Linked DNA regions of Hordeum vulgare: region 2 is linked to region 1. Evidence: chromatin contacts called from public Hi-C data. All regions are on one chromosome and are shown on one strand. The core of a region is the stretch at or near the end of the contact, and the rest is flanking DNA. Distances in the headings are between cores, read along the strand shown. Region 1 holds the start of LOC123449727 (cyclin-dependent kinase inhibitor 5-like). Region 2 has its middle 68 kb from the start of LOC123449727.

Region 1 (6,070 bases), core at 2,155-4,654:
AAAGGAACAGCTTGGACAGGTGCAGTGCACGGGCGTGTGGTAGGCCAGAAAGAACAGCTTTGTTACCAGTTTACCTGAGGGGTAAAAAAAAAGGATGATGATTCCTTCAGTACGGTAAAGACCATCCATCCATGATGAGCGCCATCATGGAATGCCCATCAACATCCACTCACACACAGTCCAAGCTTTGGCTCCCCATCAGTCACACACAGCGATCTACACCATGACCATGACCAGCATCCACTCACTCGCACAATTGCACAACAGTAACCTCACATGTCCAATCACACACACGCCTAGTGGCCAGTGGAATGGAATCCACCCAACCAAGCCCGCATCAACTTGCTTGATCACCAACAAAAAAGCAGTCCAACATGGTAGCGGTGGTGTGGTGCCACACCAGCTTTTCAGGCAAGACGATGACAAGTTTCCACCCCATGCATGCATTCATGCATGGACGAATCACACAGTGACACCACTTCAGATAGAGATAGAGAGGGAGGTGAAAATAAATCTAGCTCCGATTCATTCATTCATGGATGGAGAACTGGGGTACAGGTGAAAATAATGCTGCTGATTAAGCTAGGGCCTACGGGATGAGATGTTAACTAGTGACGGTTACAGTGAGGGTGGGTGGGGATCAGGCTGTTCGTTCCTTGGTTACACTGAGAGACTGCTGGCTTGCTGAGCTACTGCTGCGGGCTAACTCTAAGTTTTTACAACAGAGGATGAATCCGAAACCTAACGCTACTGCATTTGCATTTTCATCGCGCCCACGGCATGATCTGCTGCTGCTGCTGGTGGTCATTCTGGTGTTACAGAGATCAATGGAGGAGCTCCTGCTGCTGGTGGTGGTGTGAGGAGAAAGCCCTAGCAGTCTAGCGCCGTCCACTCGTACCGGCCGGGGAGAGGACGCTCGCTCGCGGGGCAGAAGTTGTACCTGGTTATTCCAACAGAGCAGAGCAGAAGAGTGTTAGAACATTTCCATGCACAATATCTAGAACAAGAGTGCTCACAACAGCGGCATGACTGAGTGATGATGGTAGAAGGAAGCAGAGTTTTCTTACTTGTCCCTGAAGGTCTGGTGTTGCTGTTGCTCGGCGGCGGCGAAGAACTCGTCCATCTCGAGCGAGCTCGGGACGTAGCGGCAGACCGGCGTCTGCGGCCTGCGGCGTGAGGGGTTGCTGGCCCTGGTCGCGGAGCCGGGGGTGCTCATCGTCTCCGAGCTGTAGATGAGGCTGCAGGGCGTCGTCTCCCTCGTGCCCCTGCAAGCAACCAACCAACAGCAGCACAACGTGAAAAACAGCCCACAAACATGATAAGCTCAGAGGCTAGAAATGCACAAAGAGGACTTGCAAATTACTAGCACTACAGAATCAAGCTGGGTTGGTGAGCTCGGTCGGGTGGCAACAAGCTACGGTCGTCTGAAGGCTACAGCTCATTTTCCAGCATGATCTTGTCTATTTCATTAGATACAAGTGCCCCCACACTGTCACAGTGTGAGGTGTGCCTGATTATTGCTCAGCACAAGCACACTGAATGCCTGAATGCTGACAGACAAACAACAACTTGGCCTAACACGGCCAAGCAAGCTGAATGGGGGTGCTCAACATGCATATGCCAATGCCGGACAAAGGGACCACGGGGCCAATCATACGAACAAAGCATAGTAATTAAAGAAGCTGGGGAAAATATTTACTGAACCCTTCAATGCTTGAACTGCTAAGTAAAATCTCATTTGTTGCAGTGGCTGGTGCACTCACAGCACCAGGTAAATGAATGGAGGCAAGGCAACCCCCGTTCACCCCCAGCAAGCTTGAACCAAAACGTGGTCCGGTCAGTGTCCATTCAAGAAGGTAGCAACAGGCCAGCAAGCAAGCATTCAATGGCGGCGGTCGGTGGCGCTCCGGTACAAGCGCTAATGATGAGCAGCTTGCCATTTTCACCCACGGCCGTGGCAGCTAGCAAATGGGGCCGTGAGCGCGACGGCAGCGGCGGGCGCCTTTGGTTGGTTGGGGGATTGAGATGAAATTGCTCGCGAAAAAGCGGGAGCGGGGCCTCTCCGGTTGCTGTTAGAAAAGATTGCGGCCACGCCCCACCGGCAAGGCCAATGCAGAAAGCAGAGGGCGGCTATGGCGGGGAAGGCGGAAAGCGGGCTACTTTCCCCTGCCACTACGGGGAAAAGGCGGAGGCCACGGCCACGGCCATGGCCACTGGAGGAGAGGAGGAGGAGGCTCCACTAATCAAGTGCGACGCCCACTTTGATTGAGGGTTGATTGAGTGCGCCGTGATGCATGCATCTTTGTTTGGACGGTGTCGAAAATATTGTGGCTTTTTTGGAGGGGGAAAAATAGGCCTTTTTTGCCGGGTCAACACCGCAGCTCAGGCGTTTCTTGGATGCTCTCGAGCGGAAGCCAGCGGCTGGGACTTGAGGGAAATTGGGGAACTGCAGGGGATGATTCTTGCAGGCATCCGGGCAGAATCAGCGGAAGGCGTTGCTCAATCCTGGGAAGAAACGGCCGGACGGATCGGTGGCGGCGCTCGGTTGAGGAGGCCATGGAGAGGGGATTGTTGAGCTTGCGGGAGCTCCGGAGCTGAGATTTGGGACCGCGCGGCGCCGGCGGCGCTAATGGAGTGCGTGGAAGCAAACGGCGGCAGATGGTAAGCCCTGAACCTCGGTCTGATTCGTGTCGCCCGGGGCGCGGGAACGGGATTGCTGGCTGGGCCGGAGAGGAAGGGGGAGGAAGGAAAGAAAGGAAGGCAGGAAGCCATGGTGCTCTGTTGTTACCTGTCGGCGGCGTCCCAGTCCAGCACGTTGTCGCCGAAGGAGGCCTCGAGGTCGGCCTCGAACCCGTCGGCCGCGAACGACGCCGCCGCCTGCTCCGCCATCCTCCTCGCACCGGCGGCCGGTGGTGGCGCGTCCTCCTTCTCCTTGTGGCCAGGCGGCGGCTGCTTCTCGAGCCGCCTGCTCCTGAGCTCGAGGTAGTCGGCGGCGCCGGGGTCGTGCTCCCCCTTGCGGTGCGGCGAAGGGGACGGGGAGGGGGAAGGGGCGCGCTGCTGCTGCGCGGCGAGGGTGCGGGAGCGGGTGCGGACGCCGAGCAGGGCGCCGGCGACCTCCATGACGGCCACCTCCCCCGAGGCCTTGCTCTTGCGCATGTACTTCCCCATGGCCCCTGCTTCCGGTCGGCGGCGGCGAGGTGGCTGGCTAGCTAGCTGGGAAAGCTGGGTGGGCGGCGCGAGGCGAGGCGAGTTGAGGCGGGGAAGGGGGAATCGCGGGAATAATGGGGAGCGTTGCGTTGCGTAGCGGGAAAAAGGGCGCGAGCGGGCGCGGGATTTGGCGGGCTCGGGCGCGCCACGCTGCCGCTCGCTGTATTTAGCGAGAGAGAGGGAGAAAATCGGGGAGGAGGAGGAGGACCCGCGCGCGCGGATGGGCCTGGCCAGTGAGGTAAGAGAGAGAGAGAGGGAAAGGGGTGGGGATTCTCTCTTGGGGTTGGGGGAGCGTCTGCGTCGCCGCGTGGGGGCTTCTCGGTGCGAGTTTGGGGGTTTCCGAGGGCGGGCCACATGGAAGGCATGGCATGGCACCAGAGGTGGGTGGGGTGCGCCAGTATTGCAATGGCGATTTGGGGGCATATCCTCGAGCATAAATGGGAGGGGAGAGGATGCTTATTTGGATGTTATTTTTTGGGTAAACATAATATTCTCCCATCATGCAAGGCGGGAACTATCTGATGCAACTGCAGAAAGTTGATAAGATGGTTTGCATCTTGATTTCTGGGATTTGAACTTGTTTTTCAAGCGCTTTAAATCATTGATTTGGGAAACACCGTCACCCTCTTCCCCAACAATTATATTGTGCAAAATAACACAATGTGTCATCAGTTCACACAACCTTTATGATTCTCACATCATTGTAGCTCCTCAAACAATTCCTCAATGTGCTTCGAGCACTCCGAATGCTCTTTCCATATCCTTCCTAGATGCTTCTTGCACCGTTGCGAGGTGGCTTTCTTTGTTGCCGTTCGAATATGGTCTTAACAAATGCGGCCCACTAAGGATAGATGACATGGACAAGATAGTATAAAAGTTGTAGTCACGACCTTTGACGGTGCGGTTTGAAAGGGCGTGAATGTCGCCTAGAAGGGGTGAATAGACGCTTTAAAATAATTACTGTTTAAGCTTGAACAAATGCGGAATAAAACTAGTGTTTAATTTGTCAAGCACAAAAACTAAAACAACCATGCTTACCTATGTGCACCAACAACTTATGCTAAACAAGATAAACAATTAAGTGATAGTAAGATATATAACATGAAACAATATGGCTATCACAAAGTAAAATGCATAAGTAAAAGGCTTGGGTAAGAGATAACCGAGGCATGCGAAGATGATGATGTACCCCGAAGTTCACACCCTTGCGCATGCTAATCTCCGTTTGGAGCAGTGTGGAGGCACAATGCTCCCCAAGAAACCACCAGGACCACCTTAATCTCCTTACGCTTTCGCACGATGCAAAATGTCGTAATTCCACTAAGGGCCCCTTGAGGACGGTCACCGGACCGTACAAATGGAAACCCTTGGGGACGGTCATCGAACGTGTACACTTTGGTAATCCTTGCGGGCGGTCACCGGAACCCGTACAAATTGCTCGGGGCAACCTCCACAACCTAATTGGAGACCCCCACGCTTGCTTGGAGCTTTATACCACAATGATTGAGCTCTGAGACACCACCAACCGTCTAGGGTGCCAAAGCACCCAAGGGGCACAAGCTTTAGGGTGCCCAAACACCCAAGAGTAATAAGCTTCTCAAACATCACTTACATGTATCACCGTGCAAAACTCAAACAGATGCAACTAATGAAATGGCAAGAACACACGAAGTGGTCAATTCCCTCACTCCCAAATTCCACCACAGCACCAAAAGCTATGGAGGAATATGAGAGGAAGAACAAGTAGGTCACAAAGAACTCCAAGATCTAGATCCAAGGGGTTCCCCTCACATAGGGGAGAAAGTGATTGGTGGAAATATGGATCTAGATCTCCTCTCTCTTTTTCCTCAAAAAGGAGCAACAATCATTGAAGGGATTGAGAGTTAGAAAGCTCTTAGAAGGACAACAATGGTGGAAGAACACGAGCTCAAAGGATTAGATCCAATTGGGAAGAAGACCCCTTTTTGTAGGTGCGGGAAAATCAAACCGTTATGTCCACAAGTCGTGCACAAGCGGTACTACCGCTTAATGTGGTAGTTCCAGCAAAAGAGTGCAAAAGGCAGAAACCTCGAGGCAGTAGTGGCACCGGAGTGGTACTACCGGCCGACCCAATGGTACTACCACTCAGGATGCAGTACCAAGGGAACATCGGTAGTAGAGTGAAAGCAGTGTGGTAGTACTGAAACAAATAAGAGACCGGTACCCCAAAATAAGTGGTAGTAGGAGCGGTACTAGAGGTACTACCTCCCTACTACCATGCTATCATCGTGAGTGAAGAGCAGACCAACAGAACCTACAAATAGGCTATAGTAGCCGCGGTAGTACATAGCGGAAGGACCGCCTAAGCGGTAGTACATAGTGGAAGTACCGCTTAGGCGGTACTACCGTGGTACCGAGTGGTACTAGCGCCTCAACACTAACAACTGTGCTGAGAATGAAATTGTCATAACTTTTGCGTACGAGCTCTGAATTAAGCAAACTCAAGCTTGTTGGATAGAGGACGACAAGAGCTATCCAACATAAACCTTCCCAAATAGGATAAGGAAGATGACCTTCCCAAATATGATCCGTAAAAATATCCACCATTGAAAACGCAAAGATGATGCATACAAAATCCGTTTTCGATGAGCTTGAGCTTATCACGATGAAGACCATGACCTCCAAAACTCACATAACAAAAAGGCAAACAAGAACCAAGGAAGACGATGATGCTAAGAATGCAATGGCTTGAGCTCTCTACAAATGATACCATCAAGTTACTCACTCGAGAGCCCCCCTTTATAGTACGACAATCTATCCTATGACCTGGTCTCCCAACTAACATCATGATACCTATAGAATAGGAAACCTATCAAGGACAAAC
Region 2 (6,269 bases), core at 395-2,894, 66 kb after region 1:
ACTTAGTTAACACTTTGAAATTTAGTTAACACTAGCAAGTTGAGTGAACACTATGAAATTCAGTTAACACTGGCAACAGATTTAGTTAACACTATCAAATTTAGTGAACAATAGCTAGTTCAGTCAACACTATAAAATTCAGTTAACACTTTCATTTTAGTTAACACTAGCACAAATTTCAGTCAACACTATGAAATTCAGTTAACACTGGCAACAGATTTAATTAACACTTTCAAATTTAGTGAACAGTAGCTAGTTCAGTTAACACTTTCATTTTAGTTAACACTAGCACCAAATTCAGTCAACAATTGAAATTGAGACAATACTAGCATATTCAATTAAAAGTAGCAAATTTAGTTAAACCTCTGCCTTAACTTCTTTTACAAACCAGTGTGACCATTAACCATTACAATTGTACAAGTGACATGACTGAATTAATAGAAAATGAAACATTGAGAACATGAGATTTCAAATAAGTATAGCACGACAAACATTTCAACTTACTTCCTCACCACATTCATAAAACCTCCTTCCATCCATGCTACCTTCAAATGCTACAAATTTCCTGGCTATTTTACGGTGGTATCACTCAATTGGTCCCTCCTCTGTTACTGCATAGCCTTCAAAGTCTTAGTCGTGTATGGTTAGGAGCGGCTGGATCGATTTCAAAAGAAATTTGGAGTGGTCAAGTGTACTGTGTCCGGTTCAAATCATACAAAAAAAATCCCCTCTGAATGATAACCCTAAGCCTAGGCTACCAACAGAGTATATATGAATCGACATTACCTCCTCGACAAAGTGGAGCATGTCGTCGTCGTCGGTCTCCTCCTCGTCTATCCAAGAAGGCATTATTGCCATCGCAACGATGCTCGGCAGCAACGGCGCAGAGGGGAGCGAGAGTGCAAGTGGGAGTGGGAGCGAGCGGGCTAAGAGCCCACACTATTTCTTTTTTGGGCAGCTTCCGACCGACACGGTCGGTCTATCTGTTAACGGCCATTTCTACCTAGCCCGTCCACCACTAGCCACGCAGCCGTTTTGGCACGTCAAAACGCGTTCTATTTTTTTTGCTGAGTATGTTTTGCCGCGTTAATTGTTTCGTTCGGTGAAAAGTGTCACGTTTTGTAAAGTGATGATTTTTCGTAAATCGTGACAAGGAGATGACGCTTCTATGCACTTAACTGAGAGGACCCCTGGCTACAATCATGAACGAATGATCGCTATCATGATGTAGGAGTATTTATGTATATTTAGGGGTACGAGAATGCGCCATGGTATACGAACAGTAGCAGCGTTGTGCTTTTGCAGTACAGGGTCCCGACTTGAATTCGGCGAATGCGATGCGATACGACGCGTGCGGAGAACCTTTTGGCTACACGGTACCCTAGCATGAATCCATGGCGTCGACGAATGTAAAACCCCCGCAGCAGCTGGAGAGGGCACTGTGCACGCAGCCATGTCATTCACCGGGCCGCCGGTACAACCACGAGTTACTCCATTAACGCCGAGACACGTACGCGCCGTCCCCTCCCCGCAGACAGGACACGGCGCAGGGCCGTGGATCTGGCCGGCGGGGCCTCCTCCGGCTTGCACGGATGGGCGGTGCCGCCAGTGCGTGGTTGCGCGCGCGCGGGGTAGCTTCGTGGCTCGACAATGAAAGTCCTGGGGGGATCCTGCGCTCGTGCGTGAGTGCAGGCCAGCCGACGCGCGCGTTCCCCGGCCGGGCCCTTTTCCGGCTATAGGGTTTAAAGCCGCTCTCCATCGTACCCTCAACTAGAAGATGGGAGCTTACGGGAGCTCGTGCAATGTTGTAGTATTGCCAGAAAGTGCGCACGCCGGGAACTTTTTTGTGAGACACGTGCTCGCAGTTGCTTGCGTGTTTGAATAACTGACATGGCTCCACAAGACACGGAATAAAATATGTTCACAGTTATAGGACACCAATTCAATTGTGAGAAATTCAGAGTTGTCTAAGGACATCTCCAACGCGGATCCGTAAATCTCTTACATACATGTGGATCACGGAAGTCATTCAACACTGTCCTATATCGATACGCGGCACGGTCCGTACGAATTTTCTCTCCAAATCATAGAGAAATATGGGGGTTTTACGGTCGTCCGGACACGCGACCACGTCAGCTTCCAAGAGCATCTACAGCCGGACCCCTCAAATCCGGTCCCTCAAACACCCGCGGACGTGTCCGGACTCGTCCGCGGACACTGACCGGGCACGTCACACACAATGCAGTCTACATCCGGACACCTCAAATCTCATATCTCAAATTCATACAACCCATGCAACTACTACATCGACGCAGACACGTCGTTCGTCTACTCCATCACTGCTAAATATGCCATTGGACTACCAAAATTTGGCTTGTTTGGCTATGGTGGAGATTATCCACGGCTACACTTGTCCTTTCCATCGCCCTTGCCGTCCTTGTCGCGGAAGTACCGGTTGGAGACACAGTACGGATCGAGCCGGATCTGCTCATCGCCGGAGTTGTCCTCGTCGCCCCTCACCTCATTCTCCTCTTTTGGTGGCAGTCCGGCCATTTCACGGACCGCCCAATTCTGTTTGTGGGCAATGGCGTGCGTGTTTCGCCACTGCTGTTTCTTCAAAATGCAAGCGCGGAAGGCTTCCTTCTCCGCGGTCGCCCGCGCCGCCGCATCACCCGCCTCCGCGTGCTGCATTTCCTTCGCGAGATAGGCGTCGACAATCCTTATCATCTCCTTTCCACGGCGGGCAGGCCGTTCCCTGTGGGAATCAAAGTCCGCAGGCCCGGTCGATGGATCCGCTCGCCGGGACATGGGTGATCCCGTCCCAGAGGAACCAAGAGCCCTTTGAGCGGATGCTATGGAGTCACGGCGGACAGATCCTCCCGTCGGTCTGGCGCTGTCCTTGTGGGAGCGGCGGAGTGCAATGTGAACCGTCATTGCCTCCTCCACTCCGCACTGCATGACCCCCGAGTCGATGGATCCGGACTGGTCGGAGACGGATCCGCTCGAGGCAATGCCGGAGAAGGCCGAATATCGTCGGAAGCGAGCTTGGGTGGCCTATGGGAGTGGAGTGAAGTGGCTATGGTTTGGTCCGGCCAACAGATGAGGATGAATATATGGCGGTTCGATGCGGGCCAGTGTGGGCCAGGCGGGGATGACAGGACGCGCCCAGGCTCCCCCATATTCGCTCCATATTTGGGCTGGAAAAGGGGGGTGCCAGTCATCCCGAGAGTTTGAGGCCGGTTTAAGAGGGCCGTCTGGGTCGAATTTTTGTGACCAGTCAGTGACCGGGCGGCCTGCCCGAGTGTTTGAGGAGTATTTGAGAGGTCCGACTGTAGATGCTCTAACCGTACTAACCCACCCAAAACACTCTTCTCTCGCTCGCGGCAGCTCCCCGCATTCTTGCCTATGTAGGGCACGTCGCTCCACATTAAAGACGGCTCAGGGTGGACGCGGCCTCTCACTTCATTCGGCATTGAAGTGGCACGCCATCCGAGGGCATCGCCCTTTGCACGCTCGACTGAACGCGCATCCTCACCGCATCCAAATGCCGCCATTAAACCTGCGTGGAAGCCACGTAACATACTCGGGCCACACGTCCGTTCACGAGCGGGCCGACATTAAACGCAACACCGGGCAAGCTTCTCCCGTGTGCCCTTTGTTTAAGGAAGTCTAGATGTCGGACAAGAATCACACCACTAAGTTTGCTCCCCATGTCTTCCTTCTCCACGCTTTCGATGCAATCCAATGAGTAGGATGAGCATTTCTTTGGATAAAAGTCCGTTCGGTGGCCCATCGAGCCCGTCGGATATGAGCGAGGTAGTTCGCTGCTTCACCTCCCATGCTTGGCCCGATGATGTAATGTGCTGCCCCAATATGGGGTGTGGTTCAGCAACTCAGCGCTCCAAACCAACCCACGGAGGAGTGACGAGTTGCTCCAGGCCGACACGACAGGGAGCACAACGGCTCATTCAACATCACAGCCGTCGATGTTGTCGCATTGTACCGCGCCTCCCGTGCGTGCGACCACGCCATCCGATCTCAACGCGTGTGTAACCGCGTCCTGCCGGCAGAGAAAGAAGCTCACTGCATGGAGATCGATTAGTCGATGGCCGGTGCGTCCGAGTGTGCCGCCAATATAAAGAGAAAGTAGAACACGGGAGGCCACCACCAATATCCCATGTGGACCACCGCCGGCACGTCATCGGCTTTTACAACCGATGACCAACCGTTTCTGTATCTTAAACCAACGATGGTCCCTGTTTTGGCACCTCGGAAGCAGAGGACCCCCTTCCCCTATGGATGAAGCATCAGCCGGTAGTTCCGCTTTGATGAGTGGTGGAAGAGGAGTGTATCCATATCATGGGAGTGGAGCTCAGCGTCACCGTTTTTAGTTACAATATGTTCAAATTGTAAACATTTTCATTCGATTTCTATGTAATCTGTCATGTTTATATGGAATGCGGCCATATTTGCATGAATTTCGTCTGGTTGGTTTGAACTATTGTCAAAATGTATGCGACAATGGTTGGATGGCGGCCTCATGCATCCGTGTCCGTACACTGGCCCCCCTAGTCCGCGGTCGGATGCGGGAGGGAATTTGTGGGTTGCCCTTGAAGTTGAAGATGCTCCAAGAATATTAAGTATAGGTCTAAGTCAATACCCCAAGCCATCCAATACGTAAAAAGAAACAGTGCATGTAGGATGCGTTTGGTTACGTGCACTAACCTCAACCAGGTCCACTGCATGCAAATCTGACGCATTTGGTTGCTTGTTTTCACTATTTTGCCCGTATCGCATGGATCTTACAATATTGGAATATTTGGAATACACGAAATTATCATATTTTTAATGGTAAGGTTATCAATTTTTTTTTTGCAGGTTATCTGCAAAGCTACAGCTTGGATCCGTACGTGGTCATTACTCGGCCATGTGAAATCCAGGAAGCTTATGGTTATTGGGTGCAAGCGCTGGGAGACGGTTGCATGGGCTATCTTCAGCCGGTTTGGATGACGAGCTACTAATAGACTAGGTGTATAGGCATCGTAGTCTATTTGTTTCAATTCACCGGATGTGGCAGTTCTACCCCGCTTGTGTGCGGTTTCTATCATAGTTTGCTTTGTATTTGAGAACTTAAGACCTTGATTACTTAATTAGTTAATAAAATGTCTCCATGCATCGATTGATACAGAGGCCGGGGGATGATCCTCCTTTTCCAAAAAAACTGCATGGATCTTAAAAGCATCACTCAGTCAGGCTCGACAGGAATGGTAGAATCAATCTTTTTCTCCCAGCAAGGCTCGTGGCATGCAGAGGAGAGGAACATTGCGCTGAGCTAATTTGAGGAGGGGTTGACATGAGCTCACGAGCATGCGAGAAAAAAGCGTCAGAAGGAATTGGGTCACCTCCGACCGAATTGGACGCCCTATTTAGTCCCAATAAGTTCAATGTTGATTTCCTAGCCACCATCCCCCACCCAACCCCCTCCCCTCGCGCTCTCCTTCCTAGGTCATTTCCCCTACAACCAATAGGTAAGCAAGGCATCTTATATTATCAACACTTTAGGATGATGACGCTTTGTCATCCTCCTCTTTTCCGACGACGCCCACCTCAACTCCTTCCTCCCTGATGGTTGTAAGTTCTATCACCCCATCCCTACCCATTGTAGCTTTGATCCATGAGCATGTTCTAGGGATGGATCTATAAGAACTTTTAACATTGAAGTGTCGATTTGGGACCATGAGATGTTGTGGTAGATACCGTTGATGGAATGCTAGAACAATATGTTTGGTAATCTGGTTTCATGATGCTCATGGTGTTTTTCAGTTTGGCTTTGATGATACTATTCTAGATGTATTTATGCCATGCAAATATGAGCATGTGCACTATGACAGAATGCTAGCATGGTTGTTATGTAGCTAGGGTGGTCGAGTTTAATACTTGGAACTCATTGGTAGCACTCTTGAATGCCTGTGGTGTGATCTTTGCTCTGAACTTTGCCAGTGCTGATCATGCCACATCCACAATGGACATATATGATCAAGGTGTAGTGTTCTGTCATATTAGTATTGATCCTAACCATTATAGGAGTCGAGCAACCAAGACTTTAGTCAAGGAGTTGTTCTGTTCGGGTTGTGCCGTCGTGATATGTCTAGGACTCCCCGCTCGAGTAGATGCCTTGGGATTCAAACGTGTTTGAGGCGCCTATTCAGCATTGTTATGGCCATGCCTAATGCTACAACTCATACCGCACATACGGCAACCATCAAGGA

The links. Hi-C and Micro-C count contacts between places; a contact is called where the count stands out from the background.
Region 2: a Hi-C map of leaf shows a contact between it and region 1, with 4 times the contacts expected there. The contact joins the enhancer-like site here to the promoter of LOC123449727 in region 1. A contact is called at or near these places in 2 of 6 Hi-C or Micro-C datasets (both in leaf) and 1 of 1 datasets of contacts at active chromatin or transcription factors (embryo).

What each region holds. Positions count from the first base shown.
Region 1 is chr4H:582,698,385-582,704,454 of MorexV3_pseudomolecules_assembly, forward strand. LOC123449727 (cyclin-dependent kinase inhibitor 5-like) reads right to left here and starts at 3,405. Exons shown (of 3, transcript XM_045127048.1): 1 at 2,789-3,405; 2 at 1,068-1,265; 3 at 504-940. The coding sequence starts at 3,168. The coding sequence ends at 871.
Region 2 is chr4H:582,766,622-582,772,890 of MorexV3_pseudomolecules_assembly, forward strand. No RefSeq gene overlaps it. Among protein-coding and RNA genes, the nearest start is that of LOC123449727, 68 kb to the left of the region's middle. Within about 2 kb of position 1,645, at least 2 of the 3 cell types and tissues checked have open chromatin away from gene starts, as enhancers often do. A contact at or near this core is called in leaf, where this site is marked.